Regions from separate parts of the Rattus norvegicus genome. Here region 1 is linked to region 2. The links are chromatin contacts, called in public Hi-C maps. All regions are on one chromosome and are shown on one strand. Each heading gives the region's core, a stretch centred on a gene start, on an enhancer-like site or on the middle of the called end of the contact. The rest is flanking DNA. Distances are from core to core; before and after follow the strand shown.

Evidence for each region. Hi-C and Micro-C count contacts between places; a contact is called where the count stands out from the background.
Region 1: a contact with region 2 is called in a Hi-C map of the A7r5 cell line, with 3 times the contacts expected there. The contact joins two enhancer-like sites. A contact is called at or near these places in 6 of 12 Hi-C or Micro-C datasets (the A7r5 cell line, the Rat2 cell line, frontal cortex and 3 more) and 1 of 1 datasets of contacts at active chromatin or transcription factors (oligodendrocytes).

What each region holds. Positions count from the first base shown.
Region 1 is chr5:51,728,904-51,733,746 of GRCr8, reverse strand. The region is part of intron 3 of Bach2 (BTB domain and CNC homolog 2); the gene reads right to left. Among named protein-coding and RNA genes, the nearest start is that of Gja10, 67 kb to the left of the region's middle. Within about 2 kb of position 1,271, at least 16 of the 93 cell types and tissues checked have an H3K27ac peak or open chromatin away from gene starts, as enhancers often do. A contact at or near this core is called in the A7r5 cell line, where this site is marked.
Region 2 is chr5:51,444,586-51,449,192 of GRCr8, reverse strand. It overlaps a transcript of Bach2 not described here. Among named protein-coding and RNA genes, the nearest start is that of Bach2, 67 kb to the left of the region's middle. Within about 2 kb of position 2,577, at least 63 of the 93 cell types and tissues checked have an H3K27ac peak or open chromatin away from gene starts, as enhancers often do. A contact at or near this core is called in the A7r5 cell line, where this site is marked.

The sequences.
Region 1 (4,843 bases), core at 22-2,521, 290 kb before region 2:
GGGGGTGAGTGTGTGTTGTCTAGCACACTAAGTTGCAATGGAAGCAGGCTGAGTGATGAGAGAACACAGGACTAACACAAATCAGTCACCACTCTGCATACACAGTGACTCTGACCTTGGTAAACACAAAAGAACGACCTCGTGGCTTTCTAGGAAAAGACCTTCCACAAACACCCGGGTTGAATATCCTTCTTCAGTTAAAGAAAACCAGCACCCTCTACCCACCTAAACACCAAATGGCTGTCTTGAAGGAGGCAACGGAGCACAAAGGAACTCCTTGGGAAAGCCTGGCACTGCGCAGGAAGCCACAGAGCAGAGCAGATGGGTGCTCAGAGAGGACACACTTCATCAGAGCTGGAGGTCAGAGGGCACCGGCCTGCCCGGAGGGTGAACTGCGTAAGCGGAACTGTTACTTTTCTCAATCTGCTAAGTTTAGAAAACTTTACATTTGGGCAAGCCATTCTAGGTCAGCATGAAAAAGTAAAGTCTTTTCTACGGTAAAGTAGGAAAGACGGCGTGGTTAGCGGGCAAGATATTTTGGAAAGTTTAATGGGGAAAAGCAACACACGGTGGGCAGGCAGGATTAAGACACTACGCAAGAAAGAAGGGAGCAGGGTCAACCTTCGGAAGACCAGTGACGTACTGGCTTTCCTCATAAAGAGTATGGGCCATGATGCTGTCCCACTGTCACCAGGGGAAGCCGTGTGTCCTGTCCCAGGCCTGTGTGTTGAAAGGAAGCACAATGTGGCCAGGCTCTGAAGAGCACTCGCACTGGCTTTTGGAGGGAAAGGGGTAGAGTCTGCTCCTCACCATGACATAGGCCAGATATTTGAAGACTTCGTCTGGTGCATGTTAGGAACAGGATACCAGAGGCTTTATTACTGCCCTAGACTGGGTAATGAGGTAACTAGCACTATTAATAGACCAGCACATTCATACATGGTTCTGTACGTCCTCAGGCAGACATTTTAAAAAACCGTAGTATCAAGTGCTTTTTTGGGCAATGCCTTTTCCCCTACTTTTTCTGGGAAGCATTTCATTCCTTAGAAAGGATGCCAAGTTCATTTCTTTCCAGTGCCAGTACTGCCTCTCCTCACTGAGTCAGGCTACACTGCCAATGTGAGGAAAAGATTTTTGTTTCTGGTTTCCCGTGGATTTTCTAAAAGACTGCGCTGAGCTGGACGGTGGCTTTGTTTAACTGCTCAGACCCTCACCACCCAGGCGTGCAAATCCTAAGTGCGTGCTTTTGCTAAAGGAAGGCCAGGCCAGGAGAGGGAGCAAGAGAACACAAGATATTCCTATATCTGGGTCACAAGGAAAAGTCAGAGGATGAGGTTGGATGGGGCAATCTTTCTCTCTCTCTCTCTCTCTCTCTCTCTCTCTCTCTCTGTCTGTCTGTCTGTCTCTCTCTTTCTCTCTCTCTCTCTCTCTCTCTCTCACACACACACACACACACACACACACACTTGCTCGTGAAATTCAAATGCTGTGCATTTCTGGGGCTGCAGAAGGGACTCTGAGCGTGTTGTTTGCCCATCACCTAGCAATTTTTTTTTTAGTTGATTACTGAATGCTGGTCTTTAAGGGGCTTGTATCAGAGGAGGAACTTTATGAGTTGCCAACTCGACCGACTACTAACACCCAAACTGTACAGTCACTCTGTAGCTCTCCTGGCTCACCATCACCACAGCATACAATGATTCTGGAGCGAATGTGCCAAAGGAAGATATGTCTGGATTAGGTTCACAGGCTGAGGTGTCACTCACCCAGGAAAGGCTATGTGTCTCTACGGGGACAGGGTTGGTGATGACCAACTTTACAAAGCAGAGTACACTTCCTTTAACAAATTCATCCTTGCCACCATCTTCTGTGGTTCCATAGAAGTCGTATGCTTGGGGGACAGGGTGTGTGTGTGTGTGTGTGTGTGTGTGTGTGTGTGTGACACAAAACATTAAATGAAGATGGAGTACCAGGCTAGAGAGGCTCTGCACTAACGAGACAGGACGAGTCAGCAGAAATAACAAGCAAATGACAGGTAGGATGTAGTAAATGTATAAAGCTGCTGGTGGAAGGGCAGCTAACACTGAGGGAGGGACACATAGGCTGCTGGAGCCAGCAGAAAGCAATGTGCAAAGACACAGGGGAGACTGGGGTCCAGGGCTTCTGGGGCAGGACTATGTCAGTAGGAGAGGAGGAGCTGTGGTGCTGGAGAGGAGGGAGCAGAGGGCAAGACTGGGAAGGCCAATTCTCAACCACAAAAGAGGTTGGCAGACTGTGGGCAGGCACTGCAGGGTGCCAAGCAGAGGGGCACTAGGGAGATCATACTGACTGCATTTGGGGACCAGCCTAGGCAGGGACAAATCAGTCACGGAAGTCCAGGAGAGCTCCCACTGTGGCTAGCACAGAGGCAGCACTGGAAGAGCACAGGGCTCAGGATGGCCCTGAGGAGGAAGACTTGACAGTCTGTTAAGAACAACCTACAAGCCAGTTCAAGGATGGCTAACGCAACTTCACACTGTTTCCAATTAACCGGAGTCGCCACCTAGACACCTCTGACATTGTTTGACATGAGCTCTGGCTGGACCATGTAGGCTATTTTACCATGTAGTGGCTGTAACAGGAAATGTGCAGAGATTTGCACACAGCCAAGACAGACAAGTGATGGAGGACATGGCGAAGTCCTATAGCCTCCAGCTTTCTTGAAGGACCAGCCATTAAGGCCAGCCATTCATTTTGTGCTATAAGAGTACTGTCAGATATAGGAATTGTACAAACAAATGAAGCCCAAGCTCCCATGGGACTTGAGGATCTCCTCTTCCTTCCCTTCTCTCTCTCTCTCTTAAAAATTTCAAGACAGGGTGTTACTGTCTGCCTCTGCTGGTGTGGGATGCTATGTAAACCAGGCTGACCTCAAACTCAGGGAGATCCACCTGCCTCTGCTTCCCAGGTGATAGGGTTAAGCCCTGAGCCATGAACCTGTTCTTATACTAAAACATTAAACAGACGAATGGAATTTAGGTGAACTAGCACAGTCAGATGATATGTAGAAGGTAGTAGCCATTGCTGCTGTATAGACTTCGAGCTTCAAACTGGGTTTTCTGACTCCGTCTCATGCCTCCCTCTCCAAGGGAGGTAACTGAATCTAATAGGTCAGTCAGAGTGGTTCCACCTCGAGATGCTCTCATCAAAGCTGCAGATCCACAGCCATGTAGGTACTACATGCACAGGGTTTAGGGACCAGGACACAGGCAGCTCTGGCGGGGCAGGGGGATTGTCCTGTTTATCGCTATGATTACTATAACACTCCTGAGGTGTCAGGTGTCTTCTGAGGACCCAGACAAAAGTGGCTTCATCTAAGTTTTGTTACCCCCAAAAAATCCCTTCAGCGAGGTGGCTTGAATTGTAGAGAGGCATTAGTGGGTGGAATGAGAAAAAAAGGGAGATGATTTATTCCAGTTTTGGGTGTTTTCTCTTACTGTCGTAAATTGTACCCCTTCAACATTATTCCTTATATAAAACTAAATTCCTAGCTCAGGCTCGTGATGCCTTCTGTGGGAACCTTGAGCTACAGGGGGTGCCATTCACCTAGGCTCCAAATGTACAGCTGCCTGGCTGGAGACCCCGGACTTCGTTTCCCCAGCTGTTAAAAGAACAGATGATTTTATTTTCTTACTGTTATTGTATTACTGTTTTCATCTGTGATGTGAGGGTTTAGAACCTGGGCCACGGAACCAGGCTGTCCAAGATGCTATCCAGTGTTCTCTGTTTAGGAGCTGACCACGTCAAGTGTAACTGTAGCAAGTTAATGAGCCTTTCTTTCTTTTGCCTCAGTTTTCTCATTTGGCCTGTTGCAACTTAGTATCACAATCCCATAGAGTCCGAGTGCTAACTATGCTTGGCAGCACCCATCACACAGTAAGGCGACTGTTCAATAAAGGCTGCTATCACCCCCCCCCACCACCACCATCAAAATCATTATTTTCAATAATTATGAGACACACTGGATATACGAAAGACAAACAACAGCCTGTTTCTTTAGTGCTTGGTCACATGTCTTTTAGGCTATGACTCTATGGTTCTCAGTTTATTACAGGAGGAAAACTCCCGGGCATCCTTACTTCCCATGCACCATGCTGTACTCTCGAGTAACGACTCTCCCTGCGGCCCACTGAAAGGTGCTGAGGTAAAGTTGTTATGACTACTATTTTATTACTTGCTGGCCTTGCTAATAAAGCTAACCTAAGCATATGTGACTCCTTTTTTCTTTTTTAGTGGAACATGGTGTGACCAAAACTTGAGGTATATGGGACCAGCTTGTCTACAAAAGTACTTTAGGGATGCTGAGGGACTGGAGAGATTGCTCAACAGTTAAGAATGTGTGGATCCTGGGGGCTGGAGAGATGGTTCAGTGGTTAAGAGCACCCGACTACTCTTCCAGAGGTCCTGAGTTCAATTCCCAGCAACCACATGGTGGCTCACAACCATCTGTAAAGAGATCCCATGCCCTCTTCTGGTGTATCTGAAGACAGCTACAGTGTACTCATATATAATAAATGAATAAATCTTTAAAAAAATAAAGAATGTGTGGATCCTACAGAGGACCCAAGTTTAGTTCCCAGCACCCTTATCAGGCATCTTACAATTGCCTGTAATTCCAGCAGCAGACGAATGCACCAAGACACATACCAACACACACACATACACATGAATGCACAGGAACACATACACGCATATGAACACACACACATGAAAGCACATGGATACACACACGGACACACATACACACACACATGAATGCACATGGATACACACACGGACACACATACACACACACACACACACA
Region 2 (4,607 bases), core at 1,328-3,827:
ACACTCTCCCATACCACCAGCTCATTCCCCTCTCCAAACAGAATCCAAAACACAGACAGAGCGAAATGTATTGACCCAGCCTGATCTTAGTTTTGTGAGAAGGTTTACTCAGCATGTCTGTCAATGCTTCCTGAGGCACGCAGGTTAAGAGTTTTTCTTGACGGTACATTCAAAGCGAGACTGCTGAGTCCTAAATTATTTGCCTGTTGAACTTGATTGGGGGAATACAAACTTCTCCAGCATAATTGTGCCGAGCTATACTCTTACCAACCACATTCAAGACCCCCACCAACACATGGTATCATCTGATTCTTAAAGGTCTGCCAATCCAGACAGCACGTAGTGATATGCTATTGTGTCTTTAATTTGCATGTGCTTGACTGTTAGTAAGGCCTAGACTCTCTTGATGCATTTGCTAGTCATTAGCTTTCTTATTTTGTGAAATGAGATCAGATTATCTGTGTTTTTCTTATTGATTCATGTGTCTGCTTTCTACATATGGTAGGCCCATCCAATACACAGGCCACCAATATCATCTACCATTTTGGGTTTGTCTTCTCATTCTGGTGAGCATTCAGCTTTTTTTTTTTCAAATGATAATGCTGAAAGGCTCCATGTATGTCTTTAACTTTTTGTATTACTATAAGAATTACCAGCCAAGCAGTAGTGGCATGCCTTTTATCCCAGCACTAGGGAGGCAAAGGTAGGTGGATATCTGGGTTTGAAGCCAGCCTGGTCTACAGAGCCAGTTCCAGGACAGCCAAGGCTACACAGAGAAACCCTGTCTTGAGAAATCATAAAACAAAATAAATAAAAAACTAAAATAAAAAAAAAGAAAAATAATTGCCTAGGACTAGAATTAGAATCCCCCATGCCTTTCTAAGTGCTGTATTCTAAGGAGGTCTAATTTGTGAACAGTCAAGAAAAAGGCTTGCTGGGCATGGTGGACCATGTCTTTAATCCACTACTCAGGAGGCAGAAGCAGGAAGAACTCTGTACCTTCTAGACCAAGTTAATCTCCTTAGCAAGTTCCAACCAAGCCAGGGCTACGGAACGAGTCCTTTTCTTAAGGAGGGGAGGAGGGACGGACAGGATGCTGTTAACATGGACTAGCAAGGTGGTGACCCTGACACTGTAAGCATAAAGGCCAACAGGAACTGTTCCCTTCAGCAAACCCCACGCCATCTTGAAGACTCTTCAGAGTCCACTCTTTAGAGTGGTCCTTCCTTTCAGTTCTCGCTGTCCTCTCTCTTTGTCCAGCTCCCACCACACTGATCTCTGCTGTTCACTCTGGCCCCTGGGCACACACGGTGGTTGTGGAAGCAGATGTGTCATCTTCAACACCAACCGCAACCTGTCTCTAGATAGCCTGCCGTGGACACAAGAGTTCTGCTTAACAGAGCCCTGCAAGAAGAGCGGGGCCTGCAGTGTGTCAGTGCAGATTTGTTCAAAATGCAGTTCCAGAATAAATTTTAAAAATTTCAGAACCGAAATATAACTCACAACTGGGAAGCCGTGCAAAATAAAAATACACCTGAAGTCTCGGGGTAGGAAACAGGTTCGAAGAGCTTTAAATATCAGGCTGAGGAGTCTGTGTTTTTTCTGTGGGCAGAGAAACACGGCAGGTGGGGATTAAAACTGGAGACCCAAGGAGCCCGTTCATTCACTCCCTCCCTCTTTCCCTGAGTGGCCCTCCTGTTAGCCTGCAATCTAGAGAAGCGCCAGGAATAAAAGGAGCAGACAGCAACAGAGAAGCATCCCATTAAACCCCAAAGTACCAACGAGAAGGTGTAAGACAACAGATCCATTGTAAAAGAAGTTTCCAGGAGGCAAGACTGACTGGCATAAAACTGCACTCAATAAAATAAAAACAAAAACAAACAAACAAGCCAAGATCCTTCTGTGAGATGCTCAGTGGCTGAGAGCAGGTACTGTAGGAGAGACAGTCCCCAGGAGCACCCCAGTCACACCTACCTCACATGCACACATCCATCCATTCATACATTCACACATTCATTCAGTTATATAATCCTGCTGCAAATGATGTATTTATTTACTCCTTATCCTTTTATCCTTCCCTCCTTTCTTCCTCTCTTTATAAAACCCTATAGCGAGTGCTGTCTGAAGGATTCCTTTCCTCCCTGACCAGGCAGAGAAGGTGTGAAGGCCTGCTCAGCAGCTCAGGACAAAGGGGGAAATGGTTAGAGAGCAAAACAGTGTCAGCGATGTGAACAGGCAAGCTCCTCCTGAGCCTCGAGATCCCCTTGTTCTAACTGCAGAGTCTTCTACTAACAGAAGGGCCCGCAGGGAAAACCAACCGAACTAGCAGGAGAAAGAAGGCCCCATGGATAGACTGGAGCAGGCTGGTGCGCAGGACAGCAGCAGCCCTGGCTGTGGAAGCTGGCGGCGTGCTTCCTCTCCGCCATGGCTGACTCTCATTTTCTGTGAACCCCCTTGCTGGAATCCTTTGACGGTGACTCACAGGGCAATCGGGCTACTCAGCAAGCCCACAGCCCTTCACAATAGACTGTGTAGGAGGTGCCCAGATCCTGGCGGCCTGTGGTCTGTTCAGTTTTTTCCTTTCTGCCTTCTGGGAGGATCTGCTCTTCAGCCACATTTCCCTCAAAACACAGCCCCAGAGGCAACGCTTAGTGCACAGATTTCTGAGCGATGAAATAATCCACTTTGGTTTCTTAGTCATAATGAAACTAAAAACAGTGAGACAAAAAAAACAATGGGGTCACCATCACACCTACAAAAACACGATTTCATACTCCAGTGACATAAAGAGGTCGGGAGGGGGGGTGGGGGGGAACTCAAACTAACATTTTCCAACCTTTCACTGAGAGCAGGGGCTAAAACCACATGTTTTGAAGGGCTCACACTGTGTTATTATTAGAAGTCACAATTCTATTGATACTGATGAGTCACCCCTTATCGGCGGAAACCGAGAATGTCCATCAGCATATGCTTCAGTCACTGTGGCTTTCTCTTTATTACTGGTCAGAGAGCCCTCAGGAAACTTCTCCGGGGTACCAAGAGGCTCTGTTTCAGCCCCTGCAAGGCTTTTTCCTGTGACAGCTCAGCTCGTTTGCATCATCCTCTGGGAGTCTAGGATGATCTGATCAACTCCCGTCCACAAAAGGAAGTTTGGGTAGCGACCTCAGAAAAACAGCATTTCACACTTTCCGATGAAATACCCAAACCGAGCTATGTAAACAAAACCAGCAAAGGGAGTCAGCTAAGTCAGGTGGCATCATCCTGACCCAGGGCTAGACGCTTTGTTTTTGTTTTTACATCAAGAGCCAGCAACAGATGCAAACAAAGGCTGTGGTCACCAAGGGACTGGCCTGCTAGTCACACCCCCTTACTGCCCCGCCTCCTGTTTCTGCTGCCCACAGAGATGTGGGCCAGGTCTCTGCAATGCCAAGGAAGCCCCACTTCCAATTTCATGAAGTCCTTGGGGGGGGGGGGGCTAAGTAGTTAACAGCAGGACCTCTCCTTACCCATGTGTCTGGGTTTGAAGGTTCCCAAAACAATAAAGTGAAAGTCTTATTTTCCCAGATAAACGCTATTGTGTCCTACGCTGCTTCTGCAAAGGCAGGCAGACTTCAGCGCCTGCTTCCCTGCCCGCCCCGCCAGAGGCTGTGGTGGGTAGAGGGAAGAAGACTGCCCATCAGTTCGCAGTGATCACAGACCCACAGACAGTGACCTCCCATCCCTCCCAGGCCACGCTGGCCCTGAGCACTGCAGAGCGGCCCAGGGAGCCCCACGGCCCCGGGGCACATGAGTCAGCAAGCCGCTGGTGGGAACTGCTGACTGCTCAATACTGGCATTCAGAGGTACACTGTGGGGCGAAACAAAACTGGGACACACAAGACTCTCTGCCGCCCCCCCACCGCCCCCGCCACCACCCGCTTATTATTTTCCTCTGTCAGACCAAAACATGCAGAGAGTCTACACCCTGGCTCAAAAAGAAGTTACGACCAATAATAATCAGTAGTGGTAATAAAAAAAAAAAACAACAAAAACACAAAAAACAAAACAACTCACTCTCCGTGTTTCAATGTGTGGAACAGCTGCATTCAAATCTCTTGAGCCGGTTAATTTTAACTGGCTTTAATTTTAACTAGATTTAACTGCTTTTCCTCTCCTCTGACAAATCAAAATAGCCTGCCGTATCGACCACAAGAACTGGTAACCAAAGCACGGTTCCTGTTTTTCGGAAGAGACTTGCACTCAAAGCCACAGATGAGGTGTTCAACATATGTGGGAATTGAAGTGTTAAATGGGGGAGACTGAAACTCAGACACTAACTCAGGCCCCGTGGCGCCTTTACATGGCCATCCCATGCCAGACTCTGACCTACATGCCCTCAGTTCTGCTCTCTCACTCAACACAGAATCCCAAAGTCCACGTGGAAGGTCTGGTGTTTGGAACAGAGAATGCATTTCCCCCAAAGGCGAGTGCAACTTGTCCATGAGGGAGCACGGTGGGGACAGTCCATGCTACACTCCAGCCTTTAAGGAGCATTCCAGGTTGTGCCGCTTACAGGAGGGGAAACACTACCGCAGGCAACGACAGCACCAAAATAATGAAGACAGCCC